Regions from separate parts of the Triticum aestivum genome. Here region 1 is linked to region 2. A link is a contact called in public Hi-C data. All regions are on one chromosome and are shown on one strand. Each heading gives the region's core, a stretch centred on a gene start, on an enhancer-like site or on the middle of the called end of the contact. The rest is flanking DNA. Distances are from core to core; before and after follow the strand shown.

The links. A called contact is a pair of places that touch in the nucleus more often than the background predicts.
Region 1: a Hi-C map of leaf shows a contact between it and region 2, with 5 times the contacts expected there. The contact joins the promoter of LOC123070193 here to the promoter of LOC123065461 in region 2. A contact is called at or near these places in 4 of 5 Hi-C or Micro-C datasets (leaf, root and an unstated tissue) and 1 of 1 datasets of contacts at active chromatin or transcription factors (leaf).

What each region holds. Positions count from the first base shown.
Region 1 is chr3B:429,479,433-429,485,578 of IWGSC CS RefSeq v2.1, reverse strand. LOC123070193 (polygalacturonase At1g48100) reads right to left here and starts at 3,967. Exons shown (of 7, transcript XM_044493262.1): 1 at 3,384-3,967; 2 at 2,171-2,302; 3 at 1,579-1,755; 4 at 1,456-1,500; 5 at 1,166-1,373; 6 at 539-729; 7 at 1-456. The coding sequence starts at 3,848. The coding sequence ends at 61. LOC123070195 (a long non-coding RNA gene) reads left to right here and starts at 1,469. Exons shown (of 3, transcript XR_006433527.1): 1 at 1,469-1,516; 2 at 1,999-2,071; 3 at 4,303-6,146.
Region 2 is chr3B:429,341,015-429,347,205 of IWGSC CS RefSeq v2.1, reverse strand. LOC123065461 (zinc-finger homeodomain protein 5) reads left to right here and starts at 3,982. Exons shown (of 1, transcript XM_044488733.1): 1 at 3,982-5,048. The coding sequence starts at 4,092. The coding sequence ends at 4,790.

The sequences.
Region 1 (6,146 bases), core at 2,718-5,217, 140 kb before region 2:
GCATCACAACGACCACTCATGGATAAGCACCAACTAATGGATGAGGATACTATCTGTGTTTCAGCATATGTCATGGTATGACTGCAAGTTGTTCCCAGCAGGTTTTCCAATCTGCAGACAAGCTATGGGAGGGATGGTTGGAGTGAAGAGTTCCCCAAAAGCTTGCCAACAGAATGGATTGTTTAGGTGGTAGTGGGCTATTTGCACAGGTTTAAGTTGTACTCCTGTAAGTGTGATCCCTGAACAAGGTGAGCTGTCACTGCATGCAAAATGGAGAGGCTTGATTGTAAATGTCCCTCTGATGTTCTCATACTGAACGCCTGATACCGCCACTGCTGTTGTTTGATTTGTGCAGGTTCTTTTGTCGCAATAGAACTGGTCTATCATAATAGGTGTTTGAACTTCGGAGACTTGTATGTTTGAGAACCTTATGTCTTGAACCAGTCCTATACCGCCCTGCAAGGAGAATTCAATTGGTTTAGCTCAGTAGGTATTATGAGTTTATTCTGCATGCTCTTTCTTGAATTATTGATCTTACCTGCCAGGTCTTGATTCTGACACCAGTCATTGTTCTGAACATGTTGACATCTCTTACTGTTACATTAGAGACGCATGCTTTTGTGTTGTCCCGGCCTAGTCCACCAATGCTGATTCCATGGCCTGGTCCACAATTCACATTGTGTATGTATATGTTGCTACATCCTGTCTGGATGGAGATGCAATCGTCACCTGCATGGAACAAGACAAAAGATGCCATGTGATCTGTGCTATATACTCATTTTACTACTTTTGTGTAACTGCAAAAGATGCTTCGATACGATTCGTCGCCCTTTTCCAGTGTAGTCTGGAACTGCCCGTTGCACTGCAGAGCTTGCAGAACAGAGGGACATGCTTTCAGTTGATCATATGCCTTATATTATACTCCCTCCGTCCCATAATGTAAGACGTTTTTTCAAGCTAATATAGCTTGCAAAAACGTCTTACATTGTGGACGGAGGGAGTAGTTTGTTGGAATATATAAATTGTCTTGTGTTCTCAAATTCTGGTTGAAGATATGTTTCACGTGGACACGTGTTGGCAAAACAAAATTGCTGAACATAATATGAATGCATGCTAGATTGGTAAAATAAAATTCTTCTTGAAGTTAGTCATAAAGAGGAATTACCGCAAGCCAAGTTGGTATGATGAATGCTGACATCTTTGGAGTTCTGCAGGTGTATTCCGTCGGTGTTGAGACTGTTCTCAGGGGAGGATATTGTCAGGTCGTGGACCAGCACCCCTTGACAGTTGTCAAACTTGAGATGGCACTGTGAGCTGTTGACAATTGTGATGCCAGCCACTACGACATTTGAAGAACCATAGAGCCTCAATGCCTGCATCAGAGTATGGAATCAAAACTGCCAGATGTTTGTTTTGGTATACAGTACTGAATGTGCACTAAGATAGTGATCTTACCGTAGGTTTAACCCGTGGCATCCTCTCAAGCTCCTCATTGTACTGCTGGATTGTATCCAAGGTTAGTGATTAATAAACCAACTTTTGAATTGAGTGATTTAGTACTAAATGGTCGGGTCTTACCTTGTCGTCATCCTCATCGTCATTTGGGTCTGAGTAGGTCCACCACTGTTGCCCCCTACCATTTATGGTGCCACTGCCTTGAATTGATAATCCACTTAGTTTGGTGAATTCAAGCCATTGAAGCAAGCCAGAACCCCATGCTTTAGCATTTGTTGGGGCTAAGATCGTTCCTTCCAACTACAAAATTAGCACATCATTTAACCCCGTTATGTTTTTGTGTTTCACCTTTGCCAGATTGGAGTTTGTTTCTCTTTGTACACATGAAATTGTCGTTTCATTTGAATTATTTTGACATATCAAATATAGCATTGGAATCTTTTACATGCTCATAACATCAAGAAATCATTTCCCCTGCATATATAAGAGTACATACTACATAGGATGGCGTATCTATACTAACATACAAACTTTTATCTCTAGAATAAGGTGGGCTTGCAGGTGTTGTAAAAATCTAGTGCTTCTCTAGAATAAGGAGTCGTGCTGTTCAATGCAGGTAATGGGGAAAGCTTTTTCAGGTATATATTTGGCATTAGGTGCAGAATTACCTTTCTTTTTTGGGGTGGGGGTGGGGGGGGGGGGGGTGCAGAATTACCTGGAAAAGAATGTTTGGTTTGCAGTTAGGCCCAGAAAACGAGATTGGCCCAACAAGGAACTCTAGTTCTGATGGTACAAGAACTGTAGATGCTCCCAGCTTGCACACAGCAGCCCACGCGGCTTGAAAAGCCTGCATGCACACTAATTTATTAGAGATTTGTTCTCAAAAGACTAGACTCTTGTTCCATAAAATGAACCCAGCGACAAAACACACTTGTAGAGCTCAGATCCTTAAGCTAATCATAGTATATAGTTCCACTGTGCCCCTATGGTTTTGTCGAAATGAAAACTATCCAAAACCGTACCCAAAAAATGAGGATTTCTTTTGGCTGAAAAGAAGCCCAAATACACTGTTCAATGTTGGTGGAAGCTTATTTTTTGGAAACTTGCAATTCATCTCCCAATTTCCATGAGTTTAACTACCATTGAATCTTTTTTCTGGTATGCATTTTTGGATTTCAAGTATGCCTCTACATAAAACATTTCCACCTTTTTAATTTTTAAAATAAAATTTAAAGAACTGGTTTTTGAGAACTAACACTAAAAAAGGTACTGTTGGTTCATCCAATTTTTGCCATCGATATGTTTCTTGCGTGCAAAAATAATTTGAAAAAAAATATCGATATTTTCTTGTGAACCCTGAGTGGATGCCCCACTTTGTTCACCAAGAGAAATAAAAGAACAGTACCTGAGTGGATTCCTCAAAAAGGGAAAAATAAAAGAAAAGCCGTACCAGCTTGAAGTGTGTACATGTGAAGAACAGAACAATCCAAAAATAAACCAATAAAATTTCCAGTAAGCACAGGCAATCATGCAAATACTGACTACAGAAAGGTCTGTCACTAGTGACAATTTCCTGCGGCTTTGCACTGGAAATCATGCGAGGGTAGTCGATGATGATGGATCACAGGACTCAATGAAATGTACATCGGATCATATGTCCGGCAAAAATCCAAATCTTCACACTACCTGAAGTGCCACTCCAAATATACAAATACTGAAATTCTAATCTTAGAAAGCCCATGCCTAGTGGTACCTGTTTTCCTGGACTGATCAACACGGAGCGGTCATGCATGACATGCCTGATATGGATTACAAAAGGAAATGTGCAATGCAAAATGGAATTGGCAGTGAGAATTTCTGTGTCCGGGAATGCATGATGCTACACAAGTTAGCGAACAGCAATTTGAGGTGCAGTGATATTGACCGACCTTTGTATCGTCTGAAACTCCATCACCCTTGGCTCCGAAATCAACCACGTTAAACACCGCACCCGGTGAGGCCGAGGCCGCAGGTGGTCGCTGCGGCGGCGGCTGTCTGCCCTTTCCACAGCTTGGAGATGGAAGCTGTGGACTTGAATGTCCATTGCCTTTGTCAGGGCTCGGCTTCGGGCTCGGGCTCGGACTTACAGGTACATTGGGGCTTGGTTGGTATGGCGTCTGGTGTCCTTTGCCAACACCAGGGGGGCCTGGTGGCGGGCTTCGCCGGTTGCCCCCGTGCTGCCGGTGGGAGCTCCCCTTCTTTGCCTTCCCTTTCTTCTTGAGCAGAGAGGAGCTCGGTGAGCTCCTTGGCCTCCAATGCTTGCCTCTCCTCGCGTCGCAGACATCAATGGTGGAGCACAGAGCAAGCAAGACAAGGAGAAGCAGGAGGCCGAAGCCTTTTACTCTGAGCTTCATCCTTGTGTCTGTACCTGTTGGCTAGCTGTGTGGAGAGTGTTTGTACGTGCTTGGGGAGTAGATAAATAGACAGCATACACAAGAGGTGTGGATTGCTTGTGAGGAGGGAAAGACAGAGGCTTCTCTTTAAATAAAAAGCTTCAGGTTCAGGGCGGCCATGTTTGCGCCTCCCTCTCAAAAGATTAGATGAAAATGAATGCGGGAAATGGGGCCACAACTCACGTGCATGCAAGGGTCTTGTAGCTGCACAGGGAATGGGTAAGTGATGTCTTCTTGTTGCTTATGCTCCTCGCCATGATCATGTATGCTTGGCGATTTGTTTACGGCGGTTATTCAGTGAGGACTTGTCGGTGGTGAACCGCATCTATTATGACATTTCAGTAATCTCTCTCTGCTATAATCTCATCTATACCGTTTGCTCCGCATCTTCTTTGACACCGATTTACTGAAACAGGAATGAAGCATAAAATTTATTCACGAGCGGGGAGGAGTAATTTCGGCACCAGATTTTGTGGGGAAACAAAACGGACGTTGTCCTTTATATATATGCTTCCCTGTGGTCCAAGAGATCACGTGCAATTAGAGCGCGAGTATGTCCAGTTTGGCAGCTAATCCAAAAATCCATATGCATTATGGAGATACCAAGGTGATGTGCAAACTCATAGTTTTCATATTGGTTGTTTTCACATCGTGGGACCTACTCGTCAATAGGGCATCTTTTTCCCCCAAGCTCTCAATTGACTGCTAAAGTGATTTTTTCAGACAAAATCGTCATATCGAAGGTTATTATGCAGATCGGCCCAATATGAGGACTCGGCTAGAGTTGCTCTTACTAAAGTACGGAATTACTAACGCTCACAGGCATCTCGCTGAAGCAAAATATTTTTTGCTCTGTTTACAGCTCTAAGAAACAACGAGGGAAACAAGTAAAAAATAGTCATCTCAGGCAAACCTAACAGCTCACTTGCTTTGCAGAATTTAGTCAGTTTAGCCAGATGGCTATGAATGTGCTTTACCCGGCATCCTCGGCGGGTTTGCCCCCGTGTTGAATGATAGACATAGTTGTCCCTACGTTTAATCTATAGAGGTGCCATGCCAGATCCCTGCTCTTTTGTTTTTAACCTCTGGAAGATTGATGCGTCTCTGCCATGCCATTGCTGTGCACGCAGTGCAGTTATGCGTATGTGCCCACTTTTCGATCGGTTGCCAAAACCAAAGGCAGACATGTGATCGATCATTGACGGGACGAGCTAGCATCTAGCCGAGGCGGAGGCTAGTCCGTTCCTGAAGCATACGTACACCGTGCTCGTGGTCGTGGGATCGTGGCAACGGTTTTGAGCTGTGTACGTGAAGGTTAAGCTGTGGGAACGAAGCCCATCGAATCAACGTGTGGCCATGAACAGCCGCGCGACACAGGGCAAGAGGGCGCGGTAGAAGACGAGCGCGCACATGCCCGGGTCACATGGGGGCAACGGTCACGGGCGGAACGGAAGGGCCGCGCGTTTGTCCGCGCATCGGCCGGGCCGCAACCGATTCTCTTCTCCCGTGCTCCTTCGTTGTCCAATCATTCATCCATCCACCCATCCATCTCCGCCCTGCCGCTCATGGCCGTGCATCCTTGCTTATTAGTTGGCTTCCAAAATAGGTTGCCCCGCTCGGTCGGTGACTTGATCAGCCGTGACCTCTCCCCTAGGACAATGGGTGGTCGATGCCCACATTTTCAGCGCTATCTCCGTCTCCGAGACGATCAATCTCCACAGCCTACACGTCTCTTAACTTGTACGTGATGTGAACTGGTACATTTTGTGAAGGCAGACAGAGGCCATAAAAAAGGCCCTGAATCCACATGCCCTTGCTCAGAAACAATCACCGCCCCCTGCACTGCACTGCACCCGCCGCCAGGCGTTCTGTGCTGTCCCGGAGGTTCGCCAACACGTAACACGTAGGAGGAGTATGTGGCTACACGTCTGGTTTCCCTTACTGTCGCGTTCGCGCCTAATCTTCACTGATTTCTGCACTCGTCCTATTCTTTTATTGCACCGCTGCAGAATCCATTTGCAAGAATCTAATCTACGCTCAGATTGTCCTGGCACCTGTCCACCTTCTCTTCTTTATACATCCGCATACGGCAGGTGTTTGATTTATACGCACGCAAGTGTATCCTGGTCACAACAGCAGCATTGATAATCTGATTGATACAGCACTGCTGTACATCAGTATTATTACTTCGTTGTGGTTCATCTAATATAGCGTATACAGACAGACAATGGGAAGGCACAACTGCTCTCTGCACACGTG
Region 2 (6,191 bases), core at 2,733-5,232:
TCGTTGGTGGTCTGCAATATCTCACTATCACTAGGCCTGATGTCTCTTATGCAGTCAACCGTGTGTGCCAGTATCTCCATGCACCCAGGACATCTCATTGGTCAGCTGTGAAGCGTATTCTGCGTTATATCTGCTTCACTGGCTCGTATGGTTTGCTTCTTCAGCCTGCACCGTCTTGTGAGCTCTTAGCTTTTTCAGATGCGGATGGGGTTGGTAGTCCTGATGACAGGCGATCCACGGAGGGATATGCAGTGTTCTTTGGTCCTAACTTGATCGCCTGGAATGCTCGCAAGCAAGCTACGGTGTCTCGCAGCAGTACTGAAGCTGAGTATAAGGCAGTTGTTGATGCGACTGCTGAGATCATATGGGTACAGTCCTTATTGAGAGAGTTGAGAGTCTCTCCAAGTCATCCTCCAGTTCTTTGGTGTGATAATATCGGCGCTACGTATTTTTCTTCTAATCCGATGTTCCATGCTCGGACGAAACACATCGAGGTTTACTATCACTTTGTTCGGGAACGCGTTGCACAGAAGCTACTCTGTATCAAGTTCATCTCATCAAAAGATCAACTTGCTGACATCTTCACGAAGCCTCTTCCACAACCACAGTTTGTAGGCTGTAGGCGCAATCTTAACTTGTTTTGTACTTCATGCCATAGTTAAGATTGAGGGAGGGTGTTAGACTTTATATACGTAGACTTTGTATACACCTTGAATTGTACCCTTTGATACCTCTATATAATGAGATAGCCACACCCCATTTAGGGTGTCGAGCAGTTTCCCAAATCATATGTTTTACACCGAGAAAATGGAATCTCCTACGCCCCGCAACTCTGGCGATCCTTGTCGGAGCCGGAATCACGCCGAGGCCAGAAATTTCGTGAAATCATGCTTGTGCGGTTATGCATACGCTGGTGGTTGTGTGTGCTCACCTCTATGGCCTCCTCCGTCGTCGTGGTCCTTCATAGCCAATTCTTGAACATGCCGAGGCCTTCTAGCGCATCATCGGGCGGCGTTCCTAGAGCCTCAGTGGTGTCCTACAACGCCTGCAATACTGCATGCCAAGGCCTTCTAACCCATTGTGCACGCACACCATGCACGACAAGTAACCCCGCTCACACACACGCGCGCGCACTATTTCATGAAAACTCCTCGCCGACGCCGTGGTGGCGAGGCGGCGGGACCAGGGTTGGGCGACATGGTAGAGGTGTGCGCGGCTAAGGTGCTTCTCCGGCTGGGCGCGTCTAAAGGAAGAAGATGAAGAGAGACTTTCATGTGGGGTCAGTTCATTTGAGGACTTAAATTTGAGGGTTCGGTTAGGTCCGATCATCATTTAACTTCTCAAACTATAATGAGTTGAGTTTAAAGGAGCATATAAGTAGTTAAAATAAGAGATCGGTTAGAGATGCCCTAAGTGCATTAGTTTATGGCATAGAGAGTACGAGACCATACGTTCTAGAGAGTTAAAAGATTCATTACTAAAAGAAGCATGATTTATAGTTGAGTTTAAAGGAGCATAACCATGGCCACTAAATTATGTATCTAAGTTAAGTTGTTCTTTTAAGACACCCAAACGGTATCTAACATCTTATGTTTACCAAGATAAACATAGCTAGTACAATTAACCAACCACAAGATACAGAACGATAAGATATAAAATTACAACAAAAACCACATTGGTCATCTTATTAATTCCGTTGTATGCCGATGGTCAGAGCTTGAAAATTGCAATAAACCGACAATAAAGGAAATTGACACGTGCAAACGACCTCGTCAAACAGGGCTTTGAAGGTTAAAAAAAGGTACTTGCCGCTAAAAATGAGATCTGGTAACCAACGAAGAAACATAAAAAACATCGACTGAGGCATCACCTCGCGTAATCCAAACTTGCAATCCTTCACCACATGTCAAGAGAGTTGGAGAAAACAGACCATGCCACACACAAAAAGTCAAAAGAAGAGGTTGATTGTAACGCTCCGGACACACTCGTCAGTTACTGGCCGTTGCACCTGACGGATCTAGACTGGCCTCACAGATCAATACTAGTCTTTTCTGTGCACTTTGTCCTCACTCATGCGCACCTGGGACCAACTTTCCAGTCGGTCATCTATCCTGAAATTGCTCCAAGATGAGCACGCTTAACTTTGGAGTTCTTTTCGAATTGGCTCCCGGAAAAGAAAGAATTCCTTATTGATATCAGTAGTCTATCATCCTATTAAACCAGGCTATCACATACACCCACACTCAAAGGAACCGACGTCCATGTCGGGCCATGGGAACGTTCCCTCTTGGCATATACGGTCTCTAATACCAACTTGTAACGCCTCGGACACACCCGCCTGTTACTAGCCATTACTCGTGACAGGATCTAGACCGGACCCATAAATCAATATTAGTCTTTTATGTGCACTTTATGCTCACTCATGCGCAACTAGGACTGAAATTGCTCCAAGCTGAGCACGCTTAACTTTGGAGTTCTTTCTGAATTGGCTCCCGGAAAAGAAGAAATTATTTATTGATATGAGTAGTTTATCATCCCTATTAAGCTAGACAATCACATTGATGTCATCACGCCAAAATCGAGCTAACTCCTTCCCTTGATTGCACGCCAACACCAAGATCCAAAGAGGGACAACAAAACTAGCAGCGCCTACCCTTATAGGCCCTTCATTGGTGTCGGATCATACGCCGTCGAGGTAGGGAGAGGCAGGAGAGACCTTATTCTGACGCGCCATCAACGCCAACGCCTCGTTGATTCCTTTAGGGAACAAAAACCTAAGTCAAATAAGGATCTACTAGAACTAAATGAAACTAGCAGGTTCCCAATACTCTAGCTAACGACAAGGTCGTAAACCGCGATAGAAGGGGGGGCGAGGTTGTGGTGTGGATGAGACGTTAGATGCTTGCCGGGGTTGGGGAAAAGGGAGCGACTCGTTGAGTTCAATTGTTTGTACCATCCTAAAAAATGTCAGCATGCTAATTAAAACTGATACAATTAGTCAAACATGTGGGGGATTAACATAGAGGGGAGAGACAAGTTACAATCCAACATTGAGTTGGGGAAGGAGAAAGGCATGGAGCGTCGGTGGATATGGCAGCGGCCCTTCAGCCGTTGCGGGGTGTTGGCGAAGCCTCCCCCTTCCTTCTTCCCTATCTTGGTCCTTCCTCCATGGTGGATATGGTCTTGCTGCAACAATGGAGGTGTGACGACTCATGGAAGATAGATTTGAGATGGATGCCGGCGACTAGCGTTGGAGGTGTATAGATAGAAGGGCTCCATGGGCCTTCTCTATGGATGTGACTTCTCCCCTTTGATCCAAAGATTCTAGAGGAGCCCAATCCTCGCCCAATACCTCCCTTGGTTTCTAGGGAACTCGTAGGAACAAATATGGATAAAATCGGTGAATAATCATAGAAGTTATGGTTGATTCTTCGGTCAAAAATGGGTGGTATGCCCGTGCATGGTCGTAAAATACACAGAAATATTTCTTAAATACATGGTGAACATTTCTTTTAAATACACGGTGATCTTTTCTTAACATATGGTGACCATTTATCTAAATACATGGAGGACAATAATATGTTGAACTTTTTTAAGGCATAGGTTGAATTTTTGTAAAGATATGGTGAACGATTTTCAAATATACGATGAACATTGTTTTAAACACATGATGATCATTTTTCTTAAATACATTGTGATCGGTTTCTATAGATAAGTAAAATAAAAATTATTTTCCTAAATATATTTTAAATTTTCAAAATATATATAAACTGATGAAGTCGAAATGTCAAATAAAAATGGTAAGAAAAAGAAAGCCGACGAGTCTGACGAGACCGTACCAAATATATAACGCCAACGAAAGGAAAATCAGCAGTGTAATGCAGATGCAGACTCTTTCTCCGGCTGGCTGAGGGCGATATATAGACGCGCCCGACCACCTAGCGTGACGGTTCCCAGAAATATCCCAGACATGACCCCAACCGCGAGCACAACGTACGCACTATTCCCCACCAAAGACGTAATCGTCAGCCTTGGCGTGCTGCAGTTTGACAAGCACAAGCACACGCGCGCGCTCTATTTCTATACGCGCAATGGAATTCCAGGGAGAGGAGGACGGGGACGGCAGCGACGTGGGCGACGGCGCCCCGCCCGCGGCACCTCACCGCAGCGCCACCGCAAACGGGCCGGCAGACAACATGCAAGCGGAGGCGAGGCGGCAGTACCACGAGTGCCTCCGTAACCACGCGGCGGCCGCCGGCGGGCACGTCCTGGACGGATGCTGCGAGTTCATGCCGGCCTCTCCCGAGGACCCACTCGCATGCGCGGCCTGCGGCTGCCACCGCAGCTTCCACCGCCGCGACCCCTCGCCGAGGCGCGCCCACTTGCCGCTGCTGGCTGCCAGCGCGCGCGCACCATTGCTGCTCCCGCCGGCGGCGAGCAAGCACCCGCACCAGCGCTTGCCGTTCCCCTACGGCCTCGCGGCCAGCGGCGGCACCGGCACGACGACCGAGTCCTCCAGCGAGGAGCGTCGTGGGCCGTCGCCGGCACCGCGGAAGCGTTCCAGGACGACGTTCACGCGGGAGCAGAAGGAGCAGATGCTGGCGTTCGCGGAGCGCGTCGGGTGGAGGCTGCAGCGGCAGGACGAGGCGATGGTGGGGCATTTCTGCGCGCAGGCCGGGGTCCGGAGGCAGGCGCTCAAGGTCTGGATGCACAACAACAAGCAGAGTAGCAGCGGTAGGAGGCAGCAGCAGGAGAAGCAGCTTCAGGAGCATAGACAAGAGCAGCAGTAGCCATGGCAGGAGACAGGTTCCATAGTACAGTAGGAGGCAACGCTCCTCGCGCCCTTGTAAAGTTTTTAACTGTTGGAAAGTTCTTCTGTTCTTTTTCACTATCTTCTAATTGGGCTGATCACTGTTGCTTCTCTGTCATATCAGTGCACGATCATTCCTGGTAGGAGCATTGGTTGGATTGGATTGGATTGGGATATTTCTTTTGGTTATTTTTCTGTATACATTTTTTTACTATAATATAAAGAAAAACACTGTCTACACAATGTAGTACGCTGTATTTCATTTTATTTTCGAGTTGGTGAACTACGCTGTATTATAAGCCTTAATTCATATACTAGTGCCCTTAAAATTAAAGAAACCATGAGCACACTCATTCTGATAATCGCAACCGATGTGAAAGAGTTTCTATTGGATGGTTGATTTTGCGTTTACCGAATCAGAATGGCTTGCCGAGGCATGGCCATGGCCAGACAGCAGCTGGATTATACCAGGCTTAATACAAGTGGACGGTTAGATTTCCACGCGGGACAGGTAATCGCATTGCCTGTTGTGTCCGCATCTGTTATCTTTGAGTTGGATTACAAGGATTTTGTTTGAAGGAATTGTGAGGACCATGGTGCGAGGGAGGAAAGGTTGACAAGGATGCCATGGGTTGGATACCCCTCAAGATAACAGGCAAGCAAAAAGGAAAGAAACTTCAACATCTTGAGATCTTGCACCATTCGCAGCTTATAAATTCTTGAGAAGAGTTCCACTCGAATCTTCATGAGGTGAAAAGGACAAATAACCACTAGTTTTATAAATATGGATTGAGCTATACAACCATATAAGTGAAGATTTGGACATTAAATCATAACCGGTTTAAAATGTAACGGCCCTAACAGAGTGGCGGCCGTTAATATGAGCACGAAATTGATTCCGAATAGAAAGTGCTATCAGAAATTCACTGTCGACCATAAGAACAAGGTACTCCCTCCATATAAATATATCTAGCATAATACATTTTTGGAGATTGCCTTCGATCATTGATTAAAAAAATCAGAGACAAAAGACTTGCCCAATTCATTAATTATAAGGAGAAGGTGTTATAGACTCCAAGGTTGCGACCGAAACCCTAGCCGCCGCCCCATCTACTCCCCCTCTCGCGGTCGCCAAAGCGCGTCGTCCGGCAAAGCCCGTGTTGCGGCAGCAGCAGAGAGGTCCTGATCAGGGACGGCCTGTCCATGGAGGAGTTGGAGGGTTGTTGCGGGATGGTGAAGGAGATGTGTGCTCGAGTGGCGGTCTTTGTCAGGCGGTGCTCGACGGCGGCGTTGGTTATCCAACATAGTGATCTTCTATGGCGGCCCAGGCGGCCTAGGTCACCGGAGAACAGGGAGTCGGTGCATAGTCCTGAACGGTGGC